2 separate regions of the Sus scrofa genome follow, and region 1 is linked to region 2. Evidence: chromatin contacts called from public HiChIP or PLAC-seq data. All regions are on one chromosome and are shown on one strand. Each heading gives the region's core, a stretch centred on a gene start, on an enhancer-like site or on the middle of the called end of the contact. The rest is flanking DNA. Distances are from core to core; before and after follow the strand shown. Region 1 overlaps SGPL1 (sphingosine-1-phosphate lyase 1). Region 2 overlaps SGPL1 (sphingosine-1-phosphate lyase 1).

Evidence for each region. HiChIP or PLAC-seq counts read pairs in DNA pulled down with a chosen protein or histone mark.
Region 1: an H3K27ac HiChIP or PLAC-seq map of alveolar macrophages shows a contact between it and region 2. The contact joins two enhancer-like sites. A contact is called at or near these places in 1 of 5 promoter capture datasets (liver), 8 of 47 Hi-C or Micro-C datasets (alveolar macrophages, blood, fetal heart ventricle and 3 more) and 1 of 2 datasets of contacts at active chromatin or transcription factors (alveolar macrophages).

What each region holds. Positions count from the first base shown.
Region 1 is chr14:73,777,196-73,781,545 of Sscrofa11.1, forward strand. It overlaps SGPL1 (sphingosine-1-phosphate lyase 1), which reads left to right. Exons shown (of 16, transcript XM_005657411.3): 15 at 1-70; 16 at 624-3,173. The coding sequence ends at 764. It also overlaps a transcript of PCBD1 not described here. Among named protein-coding and RNA genes, the nearest start is that of PCBD1, 28 kb to the right of the region's middle. Within about 2 kb of position 2,201, at least 13 of the 83 cell types and tissues checked have an H3K27ac peak or open chromatin away from gene starts, as enhancers often do. A contact at or near this core is called in alveolar macrophages and retroperitoneal adipose tissue, where this site is marked.
Region 2 is chr14:73,711,491-73,715,683 of Sscrofa11.1, forward strand. All of the region lies in intron 1 of SGPL1 (sphingosine-1-phosphate lyase 1), which reads left to right. Among named protein-coding and RNA genes, the nearest start is that of SGPL1, 17 kb to the left of the region's middle. Within about 2 kb of position 2,206, at least 3 of the 83 cell types and tissues checked have an H3K27ac peak or open chromatin away from gene starts, as enhancers often do. A contact at or near this core is called in alveolar macrophages and retroperitoneal adipose tissue, where this site is marked.

The DNA of each region.
Region 1 (4,350 bases), core at 951-3,450, 66 kb after region 2:
GTTCCTAAAGGACATCCGGGAATCCGTCACTCAGATCATGAAGAATCCTAAAGCCAAGACCACAGGAATGGTAGGGACCCCTGGGCGGGGGGGGGGGGGGTTCCTTCCTGTCGAAGGGTAGGTGTTGGTGGGGGTTTGAAAGAATCAGGTATCCTCAAGTCTGTTGCTGCATTTGCCCCCGCCCCCCTTTCCACCATCCTCTTCCTTTGGAGCTGATGCTCTCTGCCTCACCCCTCCCAGGGTTTTTAGCCTCAAATGAGCTATGCTGTATATAATAAGCATGCTCTAAATTTGAAAGTGCTAGACAAAGGCAGATGGGGGCAGTGTCCATTTGAAGAAAATTTTGACACAGGGACACAGTAGAGGACTTTTTCCTCTATAATTTTCTACACCAAATCCCACAGGATAGTTCTTTGGGCAGAAAGGCAGAGGCAGGTCCCTGTGAAAGATGTCCTAGGCCAGCTGTCTTTCTGCTAGAAGAGCACCTGGGGTGGGAATGGAGTTGGGGTGTGGGGGGGTGGAGCACAGGGAGCACAACAAGGACCGGTAAAGGAGGCATGACCACAGCTTTATCTTGGCTTTGAGCCCCTTGTCACTAATGATGTCCTTTGATGGGTTTGTAGGGTGCGATCTACGGCATGGCCCAGGCTACCATCGACAGGAACCTGGTGGCAGAATTGTCCTCCTTCTTCTTGGACAGCCTTTTCAGCACAGACGCTGTACCTCAGGGCAGCCAGATGAATGGTTCTCCAAAACCCCGCTGAGCTGGGACCCTCTGTAGCTCCGAGGGGCGTCTGGCCTCTGGAAGGTTCTCGGGGTATGGGACAGGCCCCGCCGTTTCAACATCTGGTCTTGCTCCTTAGAGCACAGCGAAACAGACCATGAGACAGCTTGATCCTCAGGACTCTTGTTTCCATCCTTTTGTGGTTTTTAACGTGAAGACCCAAAGGATTCCGTGACATAATTATTTCGCCCTTGTTCTAAATGCGACCCTGGGACTTCTTTTAACTGTTCCCTTCTCTAACCTCTCTCTCTCTCTCAACTTCACTTAGTCACATTGTGGCAGCTCTGACCTGGCCCGACTCCTTAGGGAACCTGGGCTGCAGTTTATGCGGTAGGAACAGGTTGGCTTTGTTACCTCGGGCAGATGGGCTGGTCAGACAGGAAGCGTTCCCTAACCAATGTCTCCCTGGGTGGAGTAAGGCTTTCTCTAAGCAGGAGGCTTTTCCGGCTCTCCTCTTAGAGTGGTGATTGTCGCAGAGTCCCTTTGACTGCAGCTCGTGTTATTTCTCCAGGGTGCAGGTTGAAGAGCCGTTGATTCTGTGAGGCAGGGTGCTTGCAGTCAAGTGGATCTGCTCAGTCCGCCAAGGAGAGCTTGGAGCGGTCTGCTGGTCCTCTTCTTTGCCTGCAGTTTCCATTTGATACTTGACTGAAGATTGTTGTTTGAAACTGTGTTCCCATTGGTTCATTCCTATTTCCATGGACTGGGAAGAGATTGCAGTTTCCAGAGAATCTAGGACCTTCAGGCCCTGGTGCTGCCTCTCTGAACTGGCAGTATTCAGAACACACCTGAACCTTCTCTTGGGCCAGTGATAATCGGAACCAGACCTTTTCTATACTTTTCTGAGTATCAGAGTAGGACGAGCACCCAAATTCAAATGTGTGCCTCACCAGAGTTGGTGGTGGGGATGCATGAGACTATGCTTGAAAGAACAGCTCAAAGCACCTTCACAAGTTGCCTTGACTTACCTGAGGTGGCCGTGAGGAGGGCATGAGAGGGCCCTCAAGGCCAGGGAAATCTCTTTCTGCATTAGTGTGTCTTCCTGCCTCTTCCCCCTTTATTCAGATCCCAAAGGTACTCTGGCAGTTAAGCCTCAGGTACTGGACGCTCCTCAGCCCTGCTAGTCTGAGATAAACTTTCTAGAATAGGAAAGTGATGGCAAATGTCACGTGTGGTCTAGAGCCTGGGATTCCTTCCTAAGACTAGTTGCTCAGGGTGGTGCAGGGACAGGACCCAACCCTGCACCCACCTCCTACCCTCTTCCCCCTTACAGAGCCCTGATCCAGGGCGAGCCACTGTCCTCTCATGACGAACATACCTTGTGCCTTCCTCCTCAGCCAAGGGTGGTGATGGGCTGATCCTGACTCAGGCCTGAGGGGAAATGGACCAGTCTCTGAGGTTTTGATCTGGGTAGGGCTAAGTCAGGAGAACTTCCCACTGTTCCACCACCTGTCTCAGGGACTCCTGAATATTCTGCCTCTTCAGGCTGGTATCCACTCGCCTCCTTGACTGGGAATGCTGGCCGGGACAACCAAGATGCCCAGGCCACCCCTCCTCCCCCAAGCTCCTTGGCGTGTTTGTCTGACATGTTCTTTAGCACTGTACTTCCTCCACAATAACTGAGCAGCTGGCCTTGCCGTGGCAGGGCTGGTGTGGTGTGTTTCATTCTGTCTGTTGTGGGTTCCAATGGCGGTTGGTGTGAGTGAGGAGGCAGAGGCTGAGATTCATGGGAGTCATGCTCCCCTTGGTTGCTGAACTGCTGTGTGCCTCCTGAGCGAGGAGCTGTGGTCAGAGCTGTGTGTGAACTGTCCCTGAGTCTCCAGTGTGTATGTGTCATGCTGGAGGAAGTCCAGGGACCAAGAACTGCCCAGCAGGCACCATTGTGGTTTGTCAGCTGCTAAAATGGAGAAGCACGTGCCTTGCCACATGTGCTGTTGCTTCCAGGACCTCCCTCCGTGCTGTGACATTGCTGCTGGGGTTGGGGGGGCAATGGTGTTTTTCAAAGGGACCTGCTGTTGCCACTTTAATTTATGATTGTGAGCATTAGTTTGACTCAACATGTGTGGGCTTTCTATTCTGTATGTTTCTGTGCCTATTAGTAATACCTAGTCTGGCAGAGATGGGTGGAATGTCTTAATGGTATCATGTTGCTAGCAGATGTCACATTGGCCTCTGCAAAAACTGTACTGTCATGTTTCTGCATTAGATGTAAGTAGTTGTGTGAATATACTGCCATGTCACTTTTAAGATGACCAGTTTTGTACTTGGAAAATGGTACTTGGCTCTTTTCAGTCTTTTCTGTCTAACCTCCTCCTTTCCCATCTCAGTGCTCCCTTCCTAACTGCAGCAATAATCTCTTAAGAAACAAGTAATTAAATATCCTAAATCTTAATCATTGTGGATGATTGCATTCATTTGTTTATTTTGGTGTACAGGGGAGAGACCTGCTGGGGTGGTGGCAGCTCCAAACCCACTGCTGGTGAGAGCGCCTGCGCCCCCTTGTGGTGAAAATGGTTGTGTGTGACTGCTGACTAGACGTAGGTGAGCAGCAATTCCTCAGTTCCAAGCGCTTCCCTCGGTAGCTCCACCAGGATGGTGGTCACACCTGTTTAAAGGAGGTCTGGAATTCATGTTTTTGGTTTCCCAGGTTTTTCCTTCCATCTCCATCATCCACATCTGCTTAGACCGGAATGATGGATTGAGCCATCTGGGGTGGTCCCCTGCCAGCTGGATGGTATGGCTCTGTCTCACCAAAGGACACGGATTTCATCCCTTCAGATATCTGCACATGTAACTGCTAGGCATCTCGTTCCATTATGAATAGGAAGTGAAAAGTGTTTCTGAAGAGTTATTCAGGCTGTGAAGACTGTCATTCAGGTAATGCAGGTTTTCATTTCTGGCTCTCAGCCCATTCATTCTTTGCCAGAAACAAGTCAAGCAGTGCCGCCTTTGCTATACAGTTTTCTGCTAAATGACTTGGTTCCCTGAGCACCTGCTTGCTTTGGAGTAAACCCCTAGAGAAAGAGGGGCCAGGATATGCTTGGTGAGGAGGCATGCCCACCTAAGAAGTGGTGTCTGGATGCTTACGCCTGTTCCTTAGAGCTGTGAGCCCCTTTGCCGTTGCTGTGGGTCTTGGTAACTACACGCTGCTTGTAGCTAGACCAGTAGTGAGTGACAGAAGTTTAATGACAGAGACCTACCTTGCTTATGGCCTGGGTCAGCAATATTCAGATGTTTAAGGGCCTTTTCTTGCGCTGGAGTAGTAATTGCTTTTTTCTTGTTCTTGCCTCTTTTTCATAATCTCTCCTTAACATCCTCTCCTATAATTTCAATTATTTGCATTAATTTTAGAAACTTCTAAAAGTTGTTGCTTGTTACATAAAGATAAAAGTGAACAGCAAAATCATAAAATGTCAGGGAGGAGAGGAAAAAAATGTATTTTCAGGATGTTAAATCCCCCCCCAAAAAAACCAGAATACATGTTCTTTTCAAGTATACATGGAACATTCTCTAGGATACATCATCACACACAAGGTCACAAAACAAGCTTAAATTTAAGTGGAAAGAAA
Region 2 (4,193 bases), core at 956-3,455:
AGGAGTGGTCATGTCACCCTACTCTTCCCATTCCTCCTTTGTCAGCCCACTGAGGTTTGGGGCTAGTTTGGGATTCTAGGTGTATTAGCTTGCTAGGACTGCTGTAACCAGGGACCATAAACAGGGTCTGAACAGCAGAAGTTTATCATCGCTCTGTTCTGAAGACAAAGTCTGAAATCAGGTGTGGGCAGGGCCAGTTCCTTCTGAGAGCTGTGAGAATGAATCCAGCCAGTGCCTCTGCCCCAGCCTGGCGGTTTGCCGGCAGTCTTTGGTGTTGACTTGTAAAACATCACCCTCGTCTCCGCACGGGGTTCTCTCTGTGTGCGTGTCTGTGTCCAAATTTCCCCTTTGTATAAGGACACCAGTTATATTGGTTTTAGGGGCCTACCCTACTTCAGGGTGACCTTATCAAATCACACCCTCAATGACCCCACTTCCAATGAATGTCACATTCCGAAGTACTGAGAGTTAGGGCTAAAACACGGGAGTGGTTGGGGGAGACAGTTCAACACCCAACGCTAGGGTGGATAGAAATAACATCAGTGTGAATGTAATCATTCTTTTAGTTATTGTTGCAACCAATGTTTTGTTTTTTTTTTTTCCTCTTTCTTTTTTGGCTGCCCTGCGGCACATGGAGTTTCCCGGCCAGGGATCAGATCTGAGCCACAGTTGTGACCTCGCTGAAGCTGTAGCTACACTGGATCCTTGAACCCACTGTGCCGGACCAGGAAGTGAATCTGTGTCCTGGCGCTGCAGAGACACTGCCAATCCTGTTGCGCCGCAGTGGGAACTCCAACCAACTCTTTTTTTTTCATGGAAAATGACCAGAAAGAATCTTAGTGTTAAGGGGGAGATACCCGAGTCTGGCTCTAAAAGTTCAAGGTATAGCCCACTAGATATGGGTTAGTTTGTCTTGAGCAATGAATATGACTTCTCCCCTGGGGCTACTAACCTGAAGTCACTCATGGGAGCCTGCTGGCCAGGGCACCAGTGTGACTGTGCTTCTGGGAAGCTCTTTTTATTCTGTTATCTCATTTTGCCATCTTCTGAGCTTATGGCCTTGTTCTAGCCTAGGACCAAGTAGCTTCACTCTTTGCTGAGATGAATGCAAAAGCCTTGTAACCAGTTTGCCCACTTGGATTTGTTCCCAGCCTTTATATTATGTGGAGGAATTGTTTCACAATACAAATGTGATACAGTCAGCTCCTTGATTAAAACAACCTCAACGGCTGCTTGCTGCTCTTTCGATGAAATTAAAAATACCATATCCTACAGCGCTCTGAGTTCTCAGGACACATACCACCTGTATCCCATCCTCTAGTGCGTTAATTTAAAAACAATTGAATTGGCCACATTCCATTTCATAATAGGGGTGCCGAGCACTGATGTTCACTCTGTGAATATTCACCAAGCTCTATTGCTTGATTCATGGACTGGTCAGTACATGTAGTATATTTTGATGAAAAAACAAAACTTCAAAAAACTGAATAAGTTGCCCAAAATTCTGACAGTCTCTTGGTCATGATCTTCTTTATGACCTTTTAGATCACCTGACAATCACTACACATCTCCAATTTTTTTCTCTCCCTTGGAGGAGAAAGATGGAATTAACATTGGAGGTGGGATGGAGTTCCTGTCATGGCGAAGTGGAAACGAATCTGACTAGGAACCACGAGGTTGCGGGTTTGATCCCTGGCCTTGCTCAGTGGGTTAAGGATCCAGTGTTGCCGTGAGCTGTGGTGTAGGTCGCAGACGTGGCTCAGATCTGGCGTTGCTGTGGTTGTGGTGTAGTCCGGCAGCTGTAGCCCTGATTGGACCCCTAGCCTGGGAAAACTATATGTCGAGGTATGGCCCTAAAAAGACAAAAATACCCCAAAACAGTGGGGAGGGGGGGGAGTTCCCATTGTGGTGCAGTGGAAACAAGTCTGATTAGTATCGATGAGAATGCAGGTTTGATTCCTGGTCTCGCTCAGTGGGCCAGGGATCTGGCGTTGCTGTGAGCTGTGCTGTAGGTTGCAGATGTGGCTTGGATCCGGCGTTGCTGTGGCTGTGGTGTAGGCTGGCAGCTGTAGCTCTGATTCGACCCCTAGCCTGGGAACTTCCATATGCCAAGGGTGTGACCCTAAAAAAAAAAAAAAAAAAAAGCCAAACAAATAGGGGTGATTCAGCAAGTATGTCATGGTCACAAGACATATTATGCAAATTCTAAGAACACATCATAGTCCTACACTCTTTTTGAGCTCTTTTTGTCCAGAAATTATGCTGGCTTGCTCTTTCCTCTTGCTAACTAAGGATAAAGAGTCTGTTGCCTGTTGCATGTGCCTCCAGTGCCTAGAGATCAGGAGACAGGATTGGTGTCCATACTGTGCATTTTTCTGCTCTAGGGCTGTCATCTTTCCCCTCTAAAGCACGGGTCTTCCCAGCAGAGCTTGGGCAATGGTGGGGGGAGAGGGGCGGGGCTGTGGGCAGCTCCATGTCTGCCCCAAGAACATGGGACATCTGAAGAGCTGGGGCAACTAAAAGAAAGGAAGAGCTCTCTGCACATGGCTGGAAGCTTGGTTGGTGACATCTGAAGGTGCTTCCACAGGGCAATGACAAACCCTTCTCCTGGGCTCTGGTCCCTTGGGGTGCTGAAACTGTTCCCACTGTTCAACATAAGGAACTAAAGTAGTCCTAGCGAGGAGAATGACAATGACCCCCTACTCCGGCAGGCTCCTAGGACATCATGATTTTAAAATTGAGACATTTTTACCAAAGAGACTGCACTTCTGACTTTCTTTGGAAAATTGGGATGTTGAGCCTACTCTCCTGTTCTATTTAAAACAGCAGCACCCATGACTGCCAACTCTATGCCCAACAATTTCTATTTCCCATGCTAGGTTTTTGCTTCTTTTTCTATAGCTCTTGGCACCTTCTAACTTGCCATATAGTTCACTTATTCCGTTTATTTGTCTCTCTCCTTCCACTAGACTGTAAACTGCATAAGGGCAGGGATCTTTGTTTTACTCAGTGATACGTCCCCCACCCAGGCTATTGCAACCAACATTAAATAGTTACATGGATAAATGAATAATCCTGAGACCTACATTCCCAAATGGTAACTCTCACGTTTCCTGCTTGGGCCCCTGAAGGCATGTGCATTTGCCCTACACATCTGTCCCTACTGACCTGTACACCAGCCTCCCCTTCCCTTCCCTCTTACTCTTGCCATCCTGGCCTTGGCATATATAGTTCCCTCAGCTGGGGCACTCTTCCTGCATCTCTCTGCCTGGTTAACTCCAGATCAGCCTGTGCTCTCAGCTCGTGCTGTCCTTGGTCACTCTGCCTAGGTCCATTCCCCCAATCATGGAGCATCTAGAATAACTGCCCTTAATTAAACAAAACAAAACAAAAAACCTACTAGGGAAAATTTCTTCAATTCTATTTTTAAAGCCTTAAAAGCTTTTTCATCTGCGTGCAGAGCTGGACACCCTCTCCTTCAGCCTTGACCCTGAGCTCAGGCTACAGGTGCCACCTAGCTGTCAAAAGCCCCGCTCCTCTGGGTGATTCAGCCCTGGAAACCGGTTCTGCAGGGCCAGGCAGGTAGTGACCATGGACCAAGGTTCCTACTGACCCCCTTGGTCCTCTGTTTACACAGGACTTTTATAACCTTGGGGGCCTCTGCTTCGAATGCCATCTGTGTCAACACTGTGGGGGAGGGGGAGGGAGGGCGGGCTGGCTTCCCAGGGCATTCTGGCCATGTCACTCATCATCAGCTCAGGACCAGGTTGGACACTCTCTCCAACCAAAGAAGTGTGTGATCGAGGGCCCTTCCTGGAACCTGAGCACAGAAACGTGGAGTTTTTAAACAGAGGCTTCCGGAAAGTTTAACCCAAAGTGGGCATAGAGCATTCTAGACTGACAGTGTTGGAAAGCAGCTTCTCCTCCCTATCCAATTTTGAGCTCAGAAAATTGAGACTTGTAGTGGGGAATGGTGCATCCCAAGCCATGCAGCACGTGAGTCTCAAAGCCAGCGTGCTGTCCTCCAAGCTTCATTGCATTTTCTGGGCCTGGGCATCTAGAGCTGGAATGTCAGGAATTCCAAGTTCACTTTCCATGAGCTGTGGGACCAAGGCATAGAAATGGATGAGAATGGATAGAATTTAGCAACTTTTATCTGAGGGGTGTTCAAAATACCGATGTCTGGGCCCTCC